2 separate regions of the Mus musculus genome follow, and region 2 is linked to region 1. Evidence: chromatin contacts called from public HiChIP or PLAC-seq data. All regions are on one chromosome and are shown on one strand. Each heading gives the region's core, a stretch centred on a gene start, on an enhancer-like site or on the middle of the called end of the contact. The rest is flanking DNA. Distances are from core to core; before and after follow the strand shown. Region 1 has its middle 5.9 kb from the start of Gm52866. Region 2 holds the start of Asprv1 (aspartic peptidase, retroviral-like 1).

Region 1 (4,905 bases), core at 678-3,177:
AAATCAAGAAAGACTGTCTTGAGAAGGCGAGGCAGGGAATCAACTCCCAAAAGTTGCCCTCTGAACCTTATATACATATTAATGCTCACACTGCACACACATATTATAAAGTGGATATTACACAAAGTGGATTTTCACGTTAGGTGACGAGGCCTCTCTACACAGACATTTTCCTCATTTCAGATTCATTTCCCACATTCTTGCTGGGTTTGTTTGTTTGTTTGTTTTTGAGACAGTGTCTTTGTACGTAGCCTTGGCTCATTTCCCACATACTTAACCACGCTGGAGACTTTTCTTTGCTAGGTTGGTAGATTAAAACAAACAAGCAAACCAATCACAGGGCAGCATCCCACTTTTCCCTTCACTAGTGGAAGGGGAAGCAGAGATGGCTCAGCAGTTTGTGTTGTGCGCTCAACAAGCAGCCTATCTCACTGAGAATATTTGACTCGGCCTCATTGGTGTGTGCTCTTCTGGGCACCACTGTGTGAGTGTGGAGGTCAGGTGACAGTCTGTAGAAGCTGGGTCTCTGCTCACACGTGAGAGCACGTGGATTCCAGGAATCCAGCTCAGGTCATCAGGCTGTGACAAACATCTCTCCTCTCCACACCATCTTGCTGGTTCATATTTCACTATTTTAATTTTATTTTTTTATACTGTTGCTTTTGTCTTATTGAGAGACTGCGAATGTGTGCCCTGTATTCAGTCCCAAAACACTGTAAAAGCAAAGTGCCACAGTATCCTTCCCTTTTACACTGCCTGGCTCTTTCTCCTTTTATTAGTAGTGGTATTTGAATGTGTTGAACGTGTCCCAGGCTGGCTTGGAATTTGTTATGTAGCCAAGATGACAGATGTGCACCACCACACCTGCAAGATCTTCTTTGTAAGAATTTTTATCATTGCCGGGTGGTGGTGGCGCAGGCCTTTGATCCCAGCACTTGGGAGGCAGAGGCAGGTGGATTTCTGAGTTCGAGGCCAGCCTGGTCTAGAAAGTGAGTTCCAGGAGAGAAACCCTGTCTTGAAAAAAACAGAAAGAAGGAGAAGGAGGAGGAGGAGGAGGAGGAGGAGGAGGAGGAGGAGGAGGAGGAGGAGGAGGAGAAGGAGAAGGAGAAGGAGAAGGAGGAGAAGGAGAAGGAGGAGAAGGAGAAGGAGGAGAAGGAGAAGGAGAAGGAGAGGAAGAGGAAGAGGAAGAGGAAGAAGAAGAAAAGAATTTTTATCATTGTTGTTCCTAAGGTTTATTTGTAAAACATGACGTGGGGGGGGGGGGGGTGAGGATAGGGAGGACACTTTGACACCTTGATGCCTCAGGCAGAATATCAATGTCACTGACTTGATAGAGTGGGTAGTGGGTAGGTGACCCATTCTTCTGGAGAAAAGGCCAAAAAGCAAAGGAACTAAAGGTGAGGTTTGCTTCCATAAGGGCTGCTCCTTCTAGAAGCTTTCCAGAAGAGAAGGCATGAGAAGCTCTAAATGGGAGGAGAGAGGAGTCTCTTCTCTTCTCAGGTGGTGACAAAAAGGTGCCCATAAGCTGAGGAGGGAACAACAGTGGAATAGGTTAAGCATCCAGGAGAGCCACAGGGGAGTCTGTAGTCTGGGGAAGAGGAGCAGGCTGCCAGCTCTTCCTTTGTGGGCAAAGCACACAAGAACAGTGAGTTCCCAACCTCGGTTCTGAGCCCGGTCCTCTCCCCACAGCGGATACCTACAAACGCCTCAGGAGTCTCTGAAGTGCCTGGAAGCTTTCCAAGCTGCCCATGTGTTCCTACAGAGCAGCCTTGCTTTCCAAACCTCGGAAGTAAAAAGTGAAGGGCAGTGGTCTGTCTGTCTGTCTGTCTGTCTGTCATCCCCGGGTGAGGGAGGTGGAGGCAGAAGGACCGCACCTCAAGGTCACCCTCTATCTACACAGTAAACTGGAGGTCAGCCTGGGGCAAAGGCCCCTGGATGGGGGATGGGGGGGAACAAACACCAAAGAACAAACAAAGCCAGGCATTGGTGGTGCACACCTTTAATCCCAGTACTTGGGAGGCAGAGGCAGGCGGATTTCCGAGTTCAAGGCCAGCCTTGGCTACAGAGTGAGTTCCAGGACAGCCAGGGCTACACAGAGAAAAAAAAAAAGGACAAACAAAAACCCACAAAAATCTTGATTTGAAGTCCTCCGGTGAGAAGGCTCTGGATAAAGAAGTTCTATTCCTGGAGCCCACATGGTAAAAGAAGAAATCTGACCCCTGCAAGCTGTCCTCTGACCTCCATACATGCATTCATGTACCTACACATATGCACAATAAATAAATGTAATGGTAAAAAATACTGAGTTAATACACAGGGGAACTGAGTGAGTGTTCAGCTCTGGGGAGAGGCAACAAGGAGAGGCTCTGCTGCTGGGGCTGGGGCAGTGGGTTCCAGAAGGGGTGTGACTTTTTCCTCTCACCCCCACCGCAGGATGAAATTCTGCCTTGTTCTGCCCCAAGGCAGAATCCGAGTTCCTAACTTCCACTACTGGCTTCCCTGGTGGAGATGCAGGCGGTGCTTCAGGGCTATGATGGAGTCATAGTCAACATTATGTTCTCTCAAACATCAGTTCTGGGGCCCTGGGACATGGGGACCTACTTTACTGAGCTCATGGGTGCAAGCCTGTGTGTGTATTGACATCTTTTCATGGACAGAATTTCTGAGTGATTAAAGAGAGCCCTGGGCACCTGAGATGCTTTCCAGAGTAGAGGATGAAACTATTCTCACAATAATGTTAAGGTCAGGCCTTGCGTGTTTTCCAGGCCTTTACTCCCAGTACTCAGGAGGCAGAGGCAGGCAGATCGCTGTGAGAATGTGGTGTTCGTGTGTGCTGTGAGTCTCTGTGTATAGGTGGTGAGTGTTTGTGTGTTTCTCTCTGTGTGTGTGTCTGTGTAGTGTGTAAGTCTCTTTGTGTGTATGTATGTGATGTGTATATGGTAAGTCTGTGTGTATATATGGTAAGTCTGTGTGTGTGTCTATTATGTGTGATATGTTAGTCTCTCTGTATCTCTGTGTGTATGTGGTGTGTAAATCTGTGTGTCCATGTATGTGGTGTGTGTGTAAGAGAGAGACAGAGAGAGAGAGAGAGAGAGACTGAGAGACAGAGAGAGAGAGACTATGTATGTAGTGCTGTAAGTCTGTGTGGTGGGGAGAGCCTGTGTGTATGTGGAACCAAACTTTAGCCTGGGACAAGGTGACTCCTGCTGCTGGGCTGGGAGAGCCATGGTTAGCAACTCCCCTCCCCCAGAAGGTGGGGCCCAGTGAGAAGAGTTAGAGATGTGAAGATTGCTGTAAGCTTCCCACCCTGCCCCTGGGCCAACCAGATGCTTTCATAAAATTAAAACAATTCTCTTTGCTGGCACAATTAAGAACTGTAGAGGTAGAGGCAGGAAGACCAAGGTTCAAGGGCAGCTTTTGCTACATAGGGAGTTCAAGTCCAGTCTTGAACTAAAATAAAAGCAGAACAATGAAAAACCGACTTTCCACATAAGCAAGCAAGCTTACAGACAGGATTATACAGTCCGTTAAGCTCAGAACTCTAACAATGCTTTAGCATATGTGTGTAGTTTGTGTGCTTAGGGACCCTTGGAGGCCAGAAGAGGGCATTGGATCTCCAGGAGCTAGAGTTACAGGCCTTGTGTGCCTCCTGGCATGGCTGCTAGGAACAGAATGCAGGGCCTCTCTCTGGTAGACCAGTAAGCCCTCTTAACCATCGAGCCACTTCTGCAGCTAAACATGTGACCTTTTCAAACTCTAATCATAAAAAGCTCATGGCACAGCTACAATTTTCTCTCTCTCCTTTTCAGCTTATAAAAAGTATGGAACACTCATGGCTTCTCTTGAGCAGGCATGAGGTTCATCTCTCTCTCCTTTTCAGCTTATAAAAAGTATGGAACACTCATGGCTTCTCTTGAGCAGGCATGAGGTTCATCTCTGTATGGATACAGCTCTAGCACGTGATTTGCCAAGGCCAGCACACAATTGCATTTTTCTAACATGGCTGGGTGTGACTACAGGTGGCTTTCTGAAAAATAGCTTCAGGCTGGGAGGAGTTTGGACTGAGCACAGCTCCGGTGTGGCTGGGAGGAGGAGGAGGGGACCTGACCAGGAGACACAACCAGCCGAGAGCATTTTCAAAAAAATTCTTTTTTTTGAGACCAAGCTTTGGTTTGTAGGCCAGTCTGGCCTTGAATTCCTCCTGCCTCAGCTTCCATAGTTCTGGGATTACAGGGACCACGCCCAGTCAGAGAAACCCGTTTACTGGGAACTCACTTCTAAACATAGTTTCTTTTGTTTTGTTTTTCTCTATGTAGCCTGGCTGTCCTGGAACTCACTCTGCAGACCAGGCTGGCCTTGAACTCAGAAATATGCCTGCCTCTGCCTCCCAAATCTGTGATTAAAGGCGTGCACCACCACCACCCGGCCTTTTTTTTTTTAAAGAATTATTTATTTTATGTATGTGAGCACACTGTAGCTGTCTTCAGACACCCCAGAAGAGGGCATCGGATCACATTATGGAAGGTTGTGAGCCACCATGTGGTTGCTGGGAATCAAACTCAGGACCTCTTAAAGAGCTATTAGTAAACCGGGCGTGGTGGCGCTTGCCTTTAATCCCAGCAGTCAGGAGGCAGAGGCAGGCAGATTTCTGAGTTCGAGGCCAGCCTGGTCTACAAAGTGAGTTCCAGGACAGCCAGGGCTATACAGAGAAACCCTGTCTCGAAAAAAACCAAAAAACAAAAAACAAAACAAATAAACAAAAAATTGTCCTCTGAAGGCCAGTTGTGGTAGTGCATGCTCTTAGTCCCAGCCCCTGGGAGGCAGGAAGGTGAGGATTTCTATGGATTCAAGGCTAGCCTGACCTACATAGTGAGGTTTGGGATGGGGGTGAGGTGGGGGAGGGGA
Region 2 (4,729 bases), core at 1,180-3,679, 120 kb after region 1:
ATTTTCTGTGGCGTCAACAGTCCACTGCATCCAACTTCAAGTCATGAATCCACTTAGCTGGTAACTCAGAAACTTCCTGAGCCTTTAGTAATCAGCTCTTGCAGCTATCTGCCATGGTCACTGACCTGTACAGAGGCCGTCAATGGCACAAGTCCTCAGGGTTCAGGGCAGCCCTTCTACACCCGCTCCATCTCTGTCTCCGTGTTGTGACTGTGCTGGACCAAGAGATCTGGCTTCCACATGGAGAAGTGTGGTCTGAGGATTCCATCTCACTGCTTTCCACCCTTACTCTCCCTTCCCACAGCCACATCCCCACTCCTCCCCACCTCCAGGGCTGTGCAAGGTGATGTCCTCTGAAGACCCCGCTCACTCCCCAGGACGTCAAGCCTATCCACGAGCATTTCTCTGGCAGAAGGGGCTTCCCGGTCCTGTGGGTGGCTAGGCCCTGTCTCAGGACACGTGTGGTTCATTGCACAATTGCCTCAGAGACCCACCTTCTCCTTTCCAGCAATCAATTCCACTCCCTTGGGATTCTGGTATGCCACCCTGGCCCCACCTCAGTCAGGCAGCTGTGATGAGAGGTGTTTACCAAATGCATCTCTGTTGGCTCACCGGGTCAGGCGGGAGGTGCTGAGGGGCTTGCCGAGTGGTGGGGACCCTGGGGCTGTACAGAGGCAGGACAGAGGCCTCAGCTAGGTGCTGAGTGAATGATGGATGGTCTGAGAGACAGGGGCAGGCTCAGTCAGGTGCAACAGCCACAGGTGACCCACTGACTTGTTCTGACCTCCCACTCTGTGACTGCATATAGCTGGCCTGGGGCCCTGCAGAGCCCACCCTGTGTCCCAGGATAAGTTTCTAAAAGAGCAAGAGACAGTCATGAATGTCCAGTTGGTGTGCCCTAGCTTTGGTTCATTACAGGAGGACTTGTGAACAAACATAAGAGAGTATAACAGAACATGTGTTCAGCCAGAGGTATGTTCTCATGCCGGGGCAGGGTAGAGAACTCCTTGGAAAAGATAACATATGAACACTGACATAAAACTGGGATCCTTCTACAGTCCCTGTTTCATGCACAGGCCAGCTTGAGCCCTTGAGCCCACAGATTTACTCTGTGATTGTCGGGGACACAGTCAGGACTGTCCATGACCCCAACAGTGGAGGGGGTAAGGTGTCACCATGGTAAGCTCCTCTGGCCAGAGCCACCCAGGCCCTCTCCACTAAGCACAACTCCATTGAATCTCGGCTGCTTTTCAGATGAGGTGTGTGAGAGAGAAGGGTTGGAGCCCAGGGAGCTGGGAGGGAGGGTGGGAGCTCTTGGAGGACCTCCTAGAAGGCAGGGAGGCCACAGAGAGAGGATACAGTACTCAAGGAGCTGGGCACAGGGCCCGTGGAGACCTGGAGTCTGATCCTGAACTCAGGACGTCGCTCCCTGAAGTTCAAGATTTCTGCCTACCTACTTCTGGTTCCCATAGGCAGAGGCCTAGCCCCACCGTGGGCTGCCTCCAAGTTAGGAGTGCCCAGTAAAGAAGATGACCACAGTAAAATATGCTTATATAAAAGTGCTATGTATGAGGGAGGGTCCTAACTCACTTAGAACCAATCTGTGGCCAGGATGGTGAGGGGGGCCCTTCTGTGAGGCTGAGGCAGAATAGTCGTAAGTTTAAGGCTAGCCAGAGCCACACAGGAAGACCCTGTCTCAAAAAAGCAAAATAGATAGATGATAGACATGCAGATAGCTAGATAGATAGTAGATAGATACATGATTGATAGATCTTAGAGACAGGTAAATAAATAGCAGATATAAATAGGTTGATATATGGTATGATAGAAGTTGGAGACAGATACAGATAGGTGGATACCTAAGGATACATAATAGATGATAGATAGACACGCTATGAATAGGCGATTGAGACAGACAGGCAGACAGAGGTATACATAGGTAGGTAGAAAGGTGGACTACGGGCAGATAGGATGATAGATTTTTATGCTTTTTTGACTCTGGATCCCTCTCTGTTCTCTTCTCCAGGGAATTGTACAGGATCCGCAGTTAATTTAGAATGTATGAGTCACCTTATCAGTGCAGGCTGTGAGAGATGAGTGACTGCAGATGCCTTCTCTTTGCCCCAAGCAGTGATGGGGTGAGGCCAAAGGGGTCCCCTCTTCTGAAACAGGTAGAGACCTGCTTTCTGTCTCCTCTTCTCTAATGATAAACATCTGAATGTCATCACACCTGTATCCTCATCTGGGCTATTCTAGGGCATAGGCTGGGGAGGGTCCCGAGGCTCCATCCCCTGACCCGGGCTGTCTTACTCACTGGGTGGGCTGGCAGGTGTCCCGTAGGTACTGAGGGTGAGGCACCAATCCTGCTAGTCAGGCAAGATGCTGGCAGGAGGGCGGGGCTAGGGGTGGAGCTTCTAGAACAAAGGAGAATGAGGAACCCTGGGGGCCCAGGTTGGGCATCAAAAAGGCCCCTGCAGAAGAAGCAGAACACAGCCTGCCTCTGTGCCCAGCAGCCAGCCAGACACTTTGTACCGGCTCCCTTCAACTCGTCCAGGCAGGGCAAGAACACGGCCCAGCCGACAGAGCCCTCGCTCTCCAGCGTGATTGCGCCCACACTCTTCTGTGCGTTTCTTTACTTGGCTTGTGTTACTGCTGAACTTCCAGAGGTGAGCAGAAGGATGGCCACCAGCGGAGTCAGAAGCAAGGAAGGACGCCGGGAGCATGCCTTCGTCCCAGAACCTTTCACTGGTACTAACTTAGCTCCCAGCCTTTGGCTGCACCGCTTTGAAGTCATTGATGACCTCAACCATTGGGATCATGCCACCAAACTGAGGTTCCTGAAAGAGTCGCTCAAGGGAGATGCCCTGGATGTCTACAATGGACTCAGTTCCCAGGCCCAGGGCGATTTCAGTTTTGTGAAGCAAGCCCTCCTGAGGGCCTTTGGGGCCCCTGGGGAGGCCTTCAGTGAGCCCGAAGAGATTTTGTTTGCCAACAGCATGGGTAAGGGCTACTACCTTAAAGGGAAGGTTGGCCATGTGCCTGTGAGATTCCTGGTGGACTCTGGGGCTCAGGTGTCTGTGGTTCACCCCGCCTTATGGGAGGAGGTCACTGATGGTGACCTGGATACTCTTCGTCCTTTTAACAATGTGGTCAAAGTGGCCAATGGGGCAGAGATGAAGATCTTGGGTGTGTGGGACACAGAAATTAGCCTGGGCAAGACAAAGCTGAAGGCCGAGTTTCTGGTGGCCAACGCCAGCGCAGAAGAGGCTATTATTGGCACAGACGTCTTGCAGGACCACAATGCCGTGCTGGACTTCGAACACCGCACCTGCACCCTGAAGGGGAAGAAGTTCCGCCTGCTCCCTGTCGGGAGCTCCTTGGAGGATGAGTTTGACCTGGAGCTTATTGAGGAAGAGGAGGGGTCTTCTGCACCGGAGGGCTCCCACTAAGAAACCCCATTTCTTGTTCCCAGCATTGGTAGGGGGACTTTGTGTTGGGGGGAGCAGATGTCCTGGGGGGTATCATCCGGCCTAGCCAGTCTTTACACCGGTTCTCAGTTTCCCTCCTTCTACAGGGGCCTTGCTTTGCCTTTGTTTGGGGAGGGAGGCCAGCTTGGTGGCCTAAAGCAGTGTCCCCAAGGTCTGCAAAGACTTCCAAGGCTGGCAGGAGCTTCTGAGGAAGCCAGGAATGTCAATCTTGAGAGAGGACCCTTTTAGATCCCCTGAAGTATGGCTCAGTCACTTTCACGTCCCCAAGCCTGCTGAGCTGAGCCTGGTCTTGGCTAAGACCCTCACAATCCAGATGCTTGGAGGAGACTGGCAGCTGCTCTGGGAGTCCTCCCTGAGTCCTCCCACCTGCACAAGGATGCTCCCTCCTGTCCTGTCACTTGCCTTGAATCTCATGGAGCCTGTATCAATAATTCAATTATTTCAAAACACCAATAAAGATCTGTTCATGGAAAAAAAATGTCATGTGCTCGATAGTTGTGACAGAGTTGGGAGGGAGAGGAAAACACAATCCTCGAATGCTTGGCCTGGGGAGGCAAAAGAAAGCAAGCAGTTCAGTGGGGTCTTGGGTTTTCTAAGGTGGACTGCAGATATCTGAACTTCTAACCCTCTCATCCTTCTAACGCCTTCCGATTCTGCTGTTTCAATCTACAATATTAGCATTCGAATTGTCCCTTATGCTCAAATGTGACCAAGGCTATCTTGTGAGGTCTTTGGCTTGGCGATCAAGACATTTCTGCCAAACAAATAGGTTCTTACTGGTGCCCAGGGAGCCTGGCTTAGAGGTAGAAATAGGGCCAGGAGACAGGCATGGGCGTGTGACGGGACCCTGGGAAGGTCTGGGACTCTGGCAGCTGGGGGCAGCTTGGCTATGGGGTAGCTCATTTGGGGGAGGGGATGGGAGGGAGGTGAGGGCATTCCTAAACCTGGGGTGGGTTTCATCTCTTGTTCAGCTTGGGTTTTCTGCCAACTCCCAGCCTCCTCTGAGACTCTGAAAACTCACCAGGCGTTGGGGAGTGGATTGGGTGCTCCAGAGAGGAGCAGATGTGTCCTGAATTGTGGAGCCCACGCCTTGAAAGCTGAGCCCAGGAAGCTGGCACAAGGCCAGAAGTTCAGTTGTGCAAAGGGTCTGTAGCCAGTCCCCTGCTGGGACTTGGGGGCAGAGTTTTGGGGATCCTCTGTTTTCCTTGGTGATATTGGGAATTGAACCTAGGGCCTCACAC

What was found. HiChIP or PLAC-seq counts read pairs in DNA pulled down with a chosen protein or histone mark.
Region 2: an H3K27ac HiChIP or PLAC-seq map of embryonic stem cells shows a contact between it and region 1, with 5 read pairs. The contact joins the promoter of Asprv1 here to the enhancer-like site in region 1. A contact is called at or near these places in 1 of 39 promoter capture datasets (macrophages), 5 of 115 datasets of contacts at active chromatin or transcription factors (double positive thymocytes, embryonic stem cells, pancreatic cancer cells and 1 more) and 2 of 9 other capture datasets (adipose tissue and liver).

Annotation. Positions count from the first base shown.
Region 1 is chr6:86,504,069-86,508,973 of GRCm38.p6, forward strand. No RefSeq gene overlaps it. Among named protein-coding and RNA genes, the nearest start is that of Gm52866, 5.9 kb to the left of the region's middle. Within about 2 kb of position 1,928, at least 19 of the 459 cell types and tissues checked have an H3K27ac peak or open chromatin away from gene starts, as enhancers often do. A contact at or near this core is called in embryonic stem cells, where this site is marked.
Region 2 is chr6:86,625,745-86,630,473 of GRCm38.p6, forward strand. Asprv1 (aspartic peptidase, retroviral-like 1) reads left to right here and starts at 2,430. Exons shown (of 1, transcript NM_026414.2): 1 at 2,430-3,966. The coding sequence starts at 2,430. The coding sequence ends at 3,449. Gm46963 reads left to right here. Exons shown (of 4, transcript XM_017321863.1): 4 at 2,027-2,114. The coding sequence ends at 2,097.